Regions from separate parts of the Mus musculus genome. Here regions 2, 3 and 4 are each linked to region 1. The links are chromatin contacts, called in public promoter capture Hi-C maps. All regions are on one chromosome and are shown on one strand. The core of a region is the stretch at or near the end of the contact, and the rest is flanking DNA. Distances in the headings are between cores, read along the strand shown.

What was found. Promoter capture Hi-C pulls out the DNA fragments that hold promoters and counts their contacts.
Region 2: a contact with region 1 is called in a promoter capture Hi-C map of liver, with 2.9 times the contacts expected there. The contact joins the promoter of Gfi1b here to the promoter of Agpat2 in region 1. A contact is called at or near these places in 2 of 39 promoter capture datasets (both in liver).
Region 3: a contact with region 1 is called in a promoter capture Hi-C map of liver, with 2.2 times the contacts expected there. The contact joins the promoter of Ddx31 here to the promoter of Agpat2 in region 1. A contact is called at or near these places in 3 of 39 promoter capture datasets (liver and pre-B cells).
Region 4: a contact with region 1 is called in a promoter capture Hi-C map of liver, with 4 times the contacts expected there. The contact joins the promoter of Tsc1 here to the promoter of Agpat2 in region 1. A contact is called at or near these places in 3 of 39 promoter capture datasets (liver and pre-B cells).

Annotation. Positions count from the first base shown.
Region 1 is chr2:26,603,157-26,605,856 of GRCm38.p6, reverse strand. Agpat2 (1-acylglycerol-3-phosphate O-acyltransferase 2 (lysophosphatidic acid acyltransferase, beta)) reads left to right here and starts at 1,440. Exons shown (of 6, transcript NM_026212.2): 1 at 1,440-1,828. The coding sequence starts at 1,647.
Region 2 is chr2:28,620,706-28,623,531 of GRCm38.p6, reverse strand. Gfi1b (growth factor independent 1B) reads left to right here and starts at 1,550. Exons shown (of 7, transcript NM_008114.3): 1 at 1,550-1,683. It overlaps Gm52548 (a long non-coding RNA gene), which reads right to left. Exons shown (of 2, transcript XR_003954006.1): 1 at 2,620-2,826; 2 at 1,329-2,279.
Region 3 is chr2:28,838,811-28,841,659 of GRCm38.p6, reverse strand. Ddx31 (DEAD/H box helicase 31) reads right to left here and starts at 1,254. Exons shown (of 20, transcript NM_001033294.3): 1 at 800-1,254. The coding sequence starts at 808. It overlaps Gtf3c4 (general transcription factor IIIC, polypeptide 4), which reads left to right and starts at 1,300. Exons shown (of 5, transcript NM_172977.3): 1 at 1,300-1,777. The coding sequence starts at 1,433.
Region 4 is chr2:28,639,646-28,642,609 of GRCm38.p6, reverse strand. Tsc1 (TSC complex subunit 1) reads right to left here and starts at 1,377. Exons shown (of 23, transcript NM_022887.4): 1 at 1,320-1,377.

The DNA.
Region 1 (2,700 bases), core at 191-2,690:
AACATAAACCAATACGCTAAATGAATAAATAAAAAGGACACCAGGTTGGTTAGAATTAAAAGGCAGGAAGGACTCAGCATACATTCCTGAGGGGGCTGCAGAGCTGTGAGGACCTGATGCCTTGGAGATCTCAGCTGGGATCCTAGCAGCCCCGTAGCACCCCTCTCCCCCCCCCCCTTCTCTCCAAGCATATCTGGGTCTTCTACCAGAGAAGCTGAAACCCTGCAGCTCACCCTGCCTGCAACCTCATGAGCACAGAAGCCTGAAGCTGGAGTGACTCCTGGTGGTTCCTTACCCACCCTGGCACAGCTTTGGCCCTGCTTTAAAAGCTAAGCACAGGGCTGGCGAAATGGCTCAGCCGGTAAGAGCATTGACTGCTTTTCCGAAGGTCCTGAGTTCAAGCCCCAATAACCACATGGTGGCTCACAACCACCGGTAATGAGATCTGACACCGTCTTCTGGTGTACAAGCAGGGATTGAGGGAGCAGAGTTGACCAGAGTTGAGTGGGCTAACCGGAGCGAGCAGGGGTCCTAAAAATTCAATTCCCAACAACCACATGAAGGCTCACAACCTATAGCTACAGTGTACTCGCATACATAAAATAAGTCTAAAAAAAAAAAAAAAAGCTAAGCACAGTTATATAGGTAGATATTAAAATTATCATCTCTCCGGATCTGAGAAAACCAGAGATTCTCTCAGAATGCCTGGATATAGGGGAGCCTGTGGGCACATTAATATCTACAGCCATCGCTGAGTTCCACACCTAGGTGCAGACCAACCTCACCAAAAAAGAAGCTAGATGCATTTTGTCACTGACATCTGCTCTGAGAACATGATCAGGAAGGATGTATATGGCTGGCCTGCAAGCCCAAGGCTTCTTACTACAAGTGTCCCAGTGAGCACCAACTACAGGCTGGCGGTTAGAACACAGTGCGCATGGGAACACAATCGCCTGATCCACACTGCTGGCCGGGCATCAGAAGGTCCCCGGTGCCACATTACCCCAGAGACACCCCCACTCCAAAACTCTCACTACTCCTTCTGCCTCCCCCAGCTCGTTGCATCATGGGAATAGGGCTTCAGTCTCCCTGCTCAAGGGAACCTAAAGGGCCCAGGCCACCAGCCAGGTGGCCTAGTCAGGTAACCATTGGTCACTCAGTAGCCGGTCAATGGTCCTTTGTGTGGTGACAAGACTGGCATAATGGGCACGTCTTAGGTCGGTTGCACACCCTTAGGGAGCTGCGGTGCCAGGCTGGGGACTTGTGGCCGCAAGCCCCGGTGCAGGGGCGTGGGAGGCAACGCCAGAGCCCAGGCCACCCGGCAGCTCAGAGATGGGAGCCGCGGGACGAGTGAGGGAACCTCAATGTCCTGCCGCAAGGGGCAGGGTGGCAGGGAGGGGCGGGGCGGAGAGGGTGACACCCGAAGGGCCGAGGGAGGCGGGGTCCGCGTCCAGGACGCGGCGGGGCGGAGCGGGGCGCGATGCCCCCCGGCAGGGCCAGGCCCGGAGGGGCGGGAACAGGGCGGGACGGCCGCACCTAGCTCTGGGCTTCCAGCCTGGCCCGCCCTCTACCCTCGGCGCTCCTCAAAAGGGGCGCGGGCGGCGGGTGGAGGGCGGCGGCGCCGTCGGGGCTGGGGTGCGGCCGCCATGGACCCGTGGCCATGGCTGACGGCGGCGCTGCTGCTGCTGTTGCTGCTTGTGCAGCTGAGCCGCACAGCCAGGTTCTACGCCAAGGTCGGTCTCTACTGCGTGCTCTGCCTGTCCTTCTCCGCCGCGGCCTCGATCGTCTGCCTGCTGCGCCACGGCGGCCGCACCGTGGATAACATGAGGCAAGGGGGCCGGACGCCGGGATGGGCGCGCGCTTCCGCTTTCCTAACTTCTGAGCTCCTCGCGTTCTTTCCTTCCTGCCCCGCCCGCCCCGCCGTCCCCACGGTCCGGAGCCTCCGACGACGCGGCTTCCCGTCCCAGGGGCGCGTGTCACGATGTGCGCCGCTTGTAGGGCTCGGCCCTGCGGCGCCCCCTGCGCGCAGCGTGGAGTGTCGGGTTTGCGCGCGCCGCTAGCTTTGGGAGAGGGAGGGGGCCGAGCGAAGGTGGGACAGGCCCAATCCCACTTTCACCAGCAGGGAAACCGAAGCCTAGCCAGGCTTCCGGTCCGTGCTTCCACCTCTCTGCCGGTTAGAAGACACCTGTGCCCAGGTTGTAGCCACAGGTTCTCCTTGTCATTAACTTCCTCTTCTGGGGGGTGGGGGCCGAACTGTCTTTGGACCTGGCTTGCTAGCAATAAAGGAAGGAGGCTGTGGCCAGAATCCTCCTCTGCCCATCTCCCAGAGCAGGGAAGCTTAGTGGACAAGCAAAAGGTACAGGTATGGAGATCAGGCTAGGTTGTCCTGCAATGGGGGCTGCCCGAGAGAAAAAGCCTCTAGTCCTTTCTCCCTGTCCACACTCCCAGGAGACTGTTGCTACATTTCTTTCTGCCCCATTTGGACTGCTGAGAGGGTGGGTTTTGCAATGTCCTGGCCTTGGCCTTGCCTGGGTGTTTCGGACCTTGTGCCCCTGAAGCCCCTCCTCCCCCGCGGTAGTTACAAGGACTGTGAATGATGGTTTCCTGACTCTCGGCTGTATCTGGTCGTCTTTGGGGTTAGGATGCTGTCCTGACCAGCCATATTTTGTGGGTCCCAGCCCTCATTTCTCAGGTGCTTAT
Region 2 (2,826 bases), core at 301-2,800, 2.0 Mb before region 1:
TCAGCAGGAAAGACAGTCAAGTGTAAGTGTATGTGACAAGAAATGAGGGCTGGTCCCTGTCAGGGAACAGTTTAAAAATGTCCCACGTATGGTCTATTAAGTTTTCTGCATAGTGACTCAGTTCTCACCGAGTGCTGGCTGGTAACGTGTACCACCCAAAGAATACTCAAGACGTTTTATAAAGAGAGAACAAGGCTGGGTGTGGTGGCGCACACCTTTAATCCCAGCACTTGGGAGGTAGAGGCAGGCGAATTTCTGAGTTCGAGGCCAGCCTGTTCTATAGAGGGAGTTCCAGGACAATCAAGGCTACACAGAGAAACCCTGTCTCGAAAGAGAGAGAGAGAGAGAGAGAGAGAGAGAGAGAACAAGGGCTGGGTGTAGCTGTCTCCTATCTGTGGCCACCAGTCTGGACCTGTGTCCCCTTGGGGAGTCTGTTGTGACCTCCGGCCGCTGCCACAGGGTTAGCCCCCTCAGCAGAAAGGCCTCAAACGAAACATCTCTTTTCTCTACACTTTGAACATTGGACTTGCAGTTTCAATCGGGGCTTCCTGTCCCGTGTTTGTTTTCTTTATGGGGGAAATGTAATCTCTCCAGTCCTGGCTGCAAGAGCATGCAAATCAGCTAACAGTGCTGTTTGGTGGAGTTCTCTCTGTATGCAAAACTTCCTGGAATAAATCAGTCATCCCCAAACGGGAGGAGGCCAAGGGGCAGAGCAGGGAAAAGAAAGTGGGGACCAGGGAATGGGGCTCTGCTCAAATGGGGTGAAATGCCCTGCGCTGGCCTGGGTACCCAGAGGGGCCCCCATTGACCTCTCTGTCTCTCATGCTGCCACTAGATGGCAGCACACGCCGGCCGTGGTACTTGGGTATTCAATCTGTACTTGAACTTTGCCAGGTACAGGTTCCAAGGCCCCCAAATTCACTACCTTGCTTTTTTTGTTGTTCTTCTACTCTGTCTATTTGTGGTTCTGCTGGTCTGTGGTTGTCTGGGGGAAACTCCATTTTTTTTTTTTTTTAAGAATGAGCTCAGTGGGAGACAGAATCCTGTTGGTTAAGAGTGATCTGTACTGGCCCAGGATCCAAGAGCTTTAAACACAGGGGCCCCTCTAATGCCTCAGCGAGAAAGTGTGTGATGGTGGAATCTAGGAGAGGAGAAGCAAGAGGAAGAAGGGAGAAAAAGAGGAGAGAGGAGGAGGAGAGGAAGGAGAGGGGGAAGAAAAGGAAGATGGATGGGGAAAGAAGAGAAAAGGGGAAGAGGGGGAAGGGAGGGAAAGAAGGAAGGGAAAGAAATAAAATCTAAAGCAAGGATGAGGGACTGTAAGTCAATGCTAGACTTTTACATTTTAATAAGTTAGCCACTCTCTTTCACCCAAATGCTACTGAAAGTTTCTGGAGAAATTTCCAGTGGGTTAGAAGCTTCTGTGAAGTTTTGATAAGCAAATGTGGCTGCACTTTCGCGCTCTGGTCATTGGCTGACGCTGCAGCCGCCAGATTTTGACACAAATAATCAGATTGAAAATCAGGGAGGGGAACAGAAGGGGGGCGGGAAACACAGAAACGAAAAGGAGAAGTGTCTGTCTGTGCAGAGACTCATAACGTTGACCGAGCCGAGAGCAGTCCCCAGGGACAGTGTGGAGGTTCGTGGCTCTCGGGCAGAACTCAGAAGAGGGACAGCTCCCTGACGGTGAGTGCTGCCAGACCCGTGCTGGCTGGGCTCCGCTGAAAAGTTCGTCCTGGGTGCCCAAGGCAGGGAGGGTGTCTGCTTCCCTTTAAGGTGAGAGGAAGAATACTGTGGTAGTCTCTCTTCTGGATGCAGTGCTCATCACCAGGGGAGAGAAGAAGGAAGGAACATGGACCAGTCCCGATACCCCAAGATAGCGCAAACACCGAGCTTTCCTCCTGCGAATTCTGTGAAACTTCATTGTAGGGGGCTAGGCTTCACCCAGATACACAAAGTCAATCCCCCCCTTCACACACACACACACACACACACACACACACACACACACACACACACACAGAGCACTTTTCTAGGGGCACCAGAGGAGCCCAAATTGGTGTCCCCCTGGGCTAGAGCTGCCCTGTGCCAGGATCTCAGAAGGGATTGGTAGCTCTGATGACCCTCTCAAAAGTTCCTGGAAGCACCGGGGAGGGGAGTCAGACACCCTTTCCTTGGGAATTTACTGAAGGGAAATGACAAGGTGAGGCAGACCACAGGATGATGGAGGGGAGGCACTGCCAAAGGCTCTTGGCTCCTTGAGCATCTGTAGCTCTTCTCACCTAGAGGAAAAGGTGAGTTTGAGTTGTGGTTTTCTTAGAAAACAGGGCTCATTGCAGAGATGCCCACGGATGGATGCTGTGGTCTGTGACTGGGTCCTGGGAAAGCCAGCATTTTTATGAGACTACTGTGGGGAAAGCCAAGTCACCCTAGCTGTGGAGTTGGACAGCCTGGGTACTGGCAGAGCTGTGCCTATCCACCTGTGCTCTTCCAAGTCTGCAAAGCCCTCCATCAGGAGAGGGGTAACATTTTGATTTGGGGGTCAACCTGTAGAAAGTCCCTCGGGGAGTTGGGTGGCTCTGGATGATTTAGGTCTGATGGAATCGCCCCAGTGGTGCTCACCATTCCCAGAACTTCAAAAAGGTGGGTGCAGGTCCCAGGTCTCCCTTCACCGGGGCACAGAGCCTGCTCGCAGGCAGAAATAGCAGGAGACTCCTCCGTCTGAAGGCGTTTGCATTGAATCCTTTCTGGTGTCAGTCCCAGCCGGCCGTGGGGAGTGTGGGGGCTGTTTGCCCAGTTTTGTTTCCATTGTGGTAAAACAAGTCCATA
Region 3 (2,849 bases), core at 5-2,504, 2.2 Mb before region 1:
TCTATACCAGCCCAGGTCTACCCTACAGTAAATCCTATGCCCTCTCCTCCACTATCCGGAGGGTTGTCTGTATTTCTCCTCCCACATAGTTTCAACTATACCAATGGCTTGCTGAAGAGTCCTTACTCATCACCTTCTAAGCTTAATAAGGTCCCTCCTTCCTTCTACCAAGGTGCAACTAGGCAGTGGGTGTGTTAGTCAAAGGAGTTTAAAAGCATTGGTTGACCTGAAACTGGCTGGGCAATTTGTATTTCATTATTATCTTTTGGGTGAGGGGGATGAAGCCTCCTATCACATCTTCCCACTTTCAAGAAGATAAACCAGCAACCCTAAAACCATCTTTTTGCTGTAAGAGTCACTTTTCTCCTCTCGAGGGAACGGATACGTGGATGAAAACGTCCCGTTTAAAAGCTCAAAGAACCGAGTCCAGTCTCCATTCCTAACAGAAGTGACCCTTCCTGCCAGCAGAAGACCTGGCTCCCGACAGTTAAGACCTCATGTCTCAGGCATTATTTTCCAGCTTGGATACACCCAGCCTCCAATCCTTATGCTGACTAGTCCCCCGTCCCGTCCCCCCCTCCCCCCAGCTAGTCTCAAGAACTTGACTAGTTACTACAGCCTGCAATTCTAACCTAAGTTCTCAGACAATCTCAGGAGCCCGCCGGTCTCTTGCTCCCAAGGCGGGGTTCCCCGCTCGTTCACGTGTTTCCGAGAGCAGCCCGGCAGCCCCTCTGGACATCTTAAAGAACTCGACCGGACCTGATCACTGTGGCACCTCCCGGGCTGGGGTTGCACTCACCCGCTTCATCTGGACCTGAGTGCGTCCGAAGCACGTCCTGGAAGGCCGGTCAGGCAAAGTGCTGCAGACAGTAGCCAAAGCCCAAGTGCGGAGCCGCGGAACCAGCAGGGAGCCCAGGTAGCACGTGGAGAGGGAGGATCTTCGCAACTATCGCCGGTCCGCCGCCGCCCCTTCCGGGTCCGGGAGCCGGGACGGCACGCACCGGCGGGAGACAAGAGGCCTCACACGCCTCCGAAACCGGAAGAGGCCGAGCGCCGCCCACCCAGCAGGGTCTCCTTTAGCCACCACGCTGGTCTTCTCAGCTTTTCAGTCACCCACGGAGGCTCACTCTCCCGTGGGCTCTTAGTCGGACCTAGCACCCAGTGTCTAGGAAAGGGACTCTCTGAAGCGCCCACCTTCTCCGCGTGTCTGCAGGCGCGCCTCGGGTCAGCCCTACCGGAGCGCACTTTCCAGACAGGCAGCTCCACGGCCATCTAGCAGGGTGGCGTTGCCTAGCAACGACGGGGTCCTTTCTGGCTCGGTGGCGCTCGGGGCCTGCGGGGAGTGAACGGGCGCGGAGGGCGCTGGGAGAGGCCGGGGCAAGGTGGCGAGCGTTCAGTGTGCCGGTAACCCGACCTCCTCGCTCCTAGTAAGATGAGCGAGGCGGACCAGGCCCTGGTGGGGCCCAAGGCCGACGAGCCCTCGCCGCCCGCAGAGGAGAAGGACGAAGGGGGCGGGAAGGAGGCGGCTGCCGACGCGGCCCCCGGGCCCAGCGCCTCGTTTCGCCTCATGGTGACTCGGCGGGAGCCTGCCGTGAAGCTGCAATACGCGGTGAGCGGGTTAGAGCCGCTCTCCTGGTCTGAGGACCACCGCGTGTCTGTGTCCACGGCTCGCAGCGTCGCCGTGCTGGAGCTTATCTGCGATGTGCACAACCCAGGCCAGGATCTGGTGATCCACCGCACCTCGGTACCCGCACCTCTCAACAGCTGCCTCCTCAAGGTAAGTCGCCTCCACCGCTTCTCCCGCGGACGCGCCACGGATCCCAAGGGAAGCTGGCCTGCACCCGGCTCTAGGATTCCATGTGCATCCAACTCTTAATGAAGGGGCTAGCCTCGCCGCAGCTTTTAAAAAGTCGTGCAAGCGTCTTCACTGTTCCTAGACACCCCCGCCCCCCCAGCCAGGATCCGCTATCCATTCCTTCATTACTGGTGGATGGAACAGTTAGAGCCGTTAGCCCCGGGATTTCTGGAACTCTTGTGACTCCACCCCGCAGCTGACCCAACCCCTGACCTGTCTACCGTTGCTCCTATTGTCTGGGGCCAACTCCCCAGGCCCTGGGCTGGCTTTGTGTTTTCATTCTGTAATGCAAGCGCCCTCCTCTCGCGCCACTTTTGCTTTGAGAAGAAAAACTGATCTATTTCGTTACCTGTTTGACGGTTTCATTGTGAACGGTCCTTGTGTCTCCTTGGGTAGACAGCTCTTAAATCTGGAAGTGTGATGAAAAATAAAACCTCGGAGAGCATCAGGTGCTTAGACTTCCAAGTCCAAGGTCTCTGTAACTCTATAAATTTACTGCCTTCAACTTCATATAACCCAAGTTTGCTCCTGAACTGTAGAGTTTCTAATTTTTGTTGTATTAATGTAACCATTTTCAAACATGGTTTACTTTAGTGAGCGATGTTCCTTTTCATAGTCTATAAATGTAAAAACTTACTTTTATTTTATTTATACCTTCTGTATGTATATGCAGTAGGTAATCTGTCAAAGTGGGTGTGTGTCAAGTGAGTAGGTGCCCAATGGAGTCTGGGATAAATCAGAGTAGAGACAGCCCCTGCCCTCAAGGAGGTTATTTATCCTTTGGCAGGTCATGAACAAATAATGTAGTCTTAATATCATGGTGTGCTATAAAGCTATACACACGTATAACAGTATGCTTATTTGAAAGTAAAGTTTTTCCATACTCTTCTAGACAGCCATTCCAAATCCAGGTGATTAATCACGGGTACCATTTGAGTAGCCTGAGCTCTTTTTAGCACACTTGATTCAAATTTCAAACACACTGTTGATTTGG
Region 4 (2,964 bases), core at 128-2,627, 2.0 Mb before region 1:
CAGCCTTTTTTTTTTCAGTGAATACCACCGGTTTTATGGAAAAATACAAAATACTTTGTAACCAAATTTGGATTACCAAATACACCGTGCTGTAAGAAACAAAAGCTTAAGACATACAAACCAAATGCACCCTGTTCAAAATCTCTCACCACACACACACACACACACACACACACACACACACATATCCCTACCTTGGCCAAATGATTAACTACACTCACTTAATAATAGGCCACCTTTAATCAAATAACAGACAAATGGAACCAGTCGGACTTCAATTCCAGTGCTGTCTCAGAATAGGGGGGTGTGACCTTGGGCAAATTATTCCACTCTCTCCAGGCCTCAGTTTCTTCATTTAGAAAGGCTGCAGACTGCTTCTCCTTTGTCCAGAACCAAAGACAGGATGGCTACCAAGCACTTTCAATAGTGCTCGGTCACACAGGCACCCCCTATTCCCCCTCTCCAAAAAACAAAAAACAAAAAAAAAACAAAAAAAAAAACAAAAAAAAACGATAGTTGCGATTACTGGCCGACCACACTCCACGCCATCCCCACGTCTCTCTCATTCCAAATCCAACACGCGAGAAGCCAAACTCTTCTAACCCACAACACAAAGAAAGTGCTTGGGTTCTAAAAAAGGTGTCTGGGACCGCAGGCAGTGGGTCCTCCAGGTCCTCAAATGAATGAATGAGCGTTCAGCAGTGGCTGGGCAGGTAGCTGTCGCTAACGAGCACCTCTGCCGACTTGGAGGTAACTGTCTTCCAGCATCAATTAAACACCCACAAGTACACCCAGAGCCAAGCACTCGGCCGTGCACACTCTCCCCGAGACGGCGGGCGCCGGGCAGCCTCCAGTGCCCACAGGCGGCCTTCATTCATTCTCCACCCCCAGCCCCGGCGGCTGCAGTAGAGGCTCGAGCCGCGACCCCACCCCCGGGTCCCCGTGCCGGGCCCGGGGTCTCTGACCTGCGCGGCGCACCCCCGCGGGAGCCTGTCACCGCAGCAAGCGAGGGGGGCGGGTTAGCGGGGCCACCTCGGGCCCGGAGCTGCAGCCAGCCATGCCATCGGACGGAGCAGGCCCGCCTCAGCTCCCCGGGGCCCCAGCAGCCCAAGCCGAGCCCTGCCGGAGCCAGCGCGCGATGAGGGCGAGGAAGAAGCTCCCCGAACCCCCTTCCCCGGACCCCCGACTCGGCTAACGCGCTCCGCAGCGCCCCACAGCGTGAGGTCACGCTGCCAGAGCTGCCCCGAAAAGCCCACAAGGAAAAGAAGGGGAAACACCCCCCGTACTCACCCACCGTCTCCTCCCCCTCAGCTGTTTACCTCACAGTCCCTCCAGCCTACAGGGCGCCGCCATCTTGGACGCGCAGCACCTCCCCCTGGCGTGAAGCGTCTCGAGCGGCGGGGGCCTCCGCTATGAAAAAGAGTCCCTATTCGGGTCTCTACTACGCTCCGAGCCTAATGCCAGATGGCCAGAGTCTCAGCCTCTCCAGACAGGACAGGATATACCACTTATGACGATACAAGCTGGCCGAGATAAATAAAACCGAAAGAGATTTTAATGTGGAGGCGGGGACGGCGGAAGGATCGTGAAGGTGGGAGCCCACTGAGAGATCTTGTGACTCTGAAGGAGGCCGAAAGAAGTCCCGGCGCAGAGGGCGGAGCCACGAGACCGGCCGAGGGGTGGGGTGGGGAGGGGCGGCCACGTGATGGTGACAGGAGGCGCGCGCTCGGAACAAGCACAGTCAAAAACAAGCTGGCAGGGCTAGGCTCAGTGGAGAGCGCTGGCCCTTTCGAGCCAGGTCCCTCTGTCTTTGGCACACCTGCCACCTTTGGGGTCTCCCTGTAGGCGTTCCTATTTCCAAATGAGCCTCTGGGATCCCCTTGGATGGACAGCCTGTCAATTGCAGCAAAAAGGATGGGGCTTTCCCCCACCACCACTTTTTCCTTTGCAGAAGAGTCTGTGGAGTGACATGTAGAGGCCAGCCTTAGTCAGAGGATGCAGTTTATGTTGTAAAGTCAGAATACCTTGATTTACTTGCATGCCATGACAAGGTGTCAAGTCTTTTCAAACCTTGCCGGCTGTGGTGCAAAGCTTTTTAGAGGGATATCAGAATGTATATAGTTTTCATTTGCTGTTATTTTCCTTATTTGTATTATTTTTTTAATTAATTATGTATTTATTAAGGTTTTCCAAGACAAAGTTTCTCTTTATGCTTTGCCCATCCTGGAACTTGCTCTGTAGCCCAGGCTGGCCTGGAAGTCAAGAGAGTCTTCTGCCTCTGCCTAGCTTTAAAGGTGCTAGCTTTAAAGGTGTTCACCGCCGCAGCTGCCCCAGCAGCCGCCGCCACAACCACCACCACCACCTGGCATTGTGTATTTTTTGTTTTGGTTTGTTGTTGCTGTATTTTGTTGTTTTTTGGTTTGGGTTGGAGTTTGGGGTTTTATTATACTTAAACTTATATAATAAGACCCAGTGAAAGATGATAAGCGGAAGCTAGAGAAATGGCCTTGCCGTTAAGAGCATTTGTTGCTCTTACAGAGGACCAGGGTTAGGTTCCCAGAACCCAAATGGCAGCAGCTCCCAACTACCTATAACTCCAGTTCGAGGAGATGGCGCCCTCGCCTGGCCTTCTTGGGAACTAGGACTTCTCTCCTAAGCATACATCCAGGAGGCTCTCCTTGTCCTTAAGATAATTGAGTTTGTGTACACTCACCCCCAAATTGTAGTCTTTCAAGTCGTGTGCATTGCACGTTGGATAAGCCAGGGAAATTATTAACAAATAAGTATTTTGTGTGTATTTAGTGGTTGCTTTGTATTGAGAGAAAAGCTTTGAGGTGTGATTAAATCGTAAACTCTGATTCTATTTGGGAAAAACAGGAAAAAAGGTGCACTTAATCTCTAGCTAAAACAGCGTAATTTTTCAACTTTTACCCTAAAATTATAATTTCAAGATGTTTAGACATA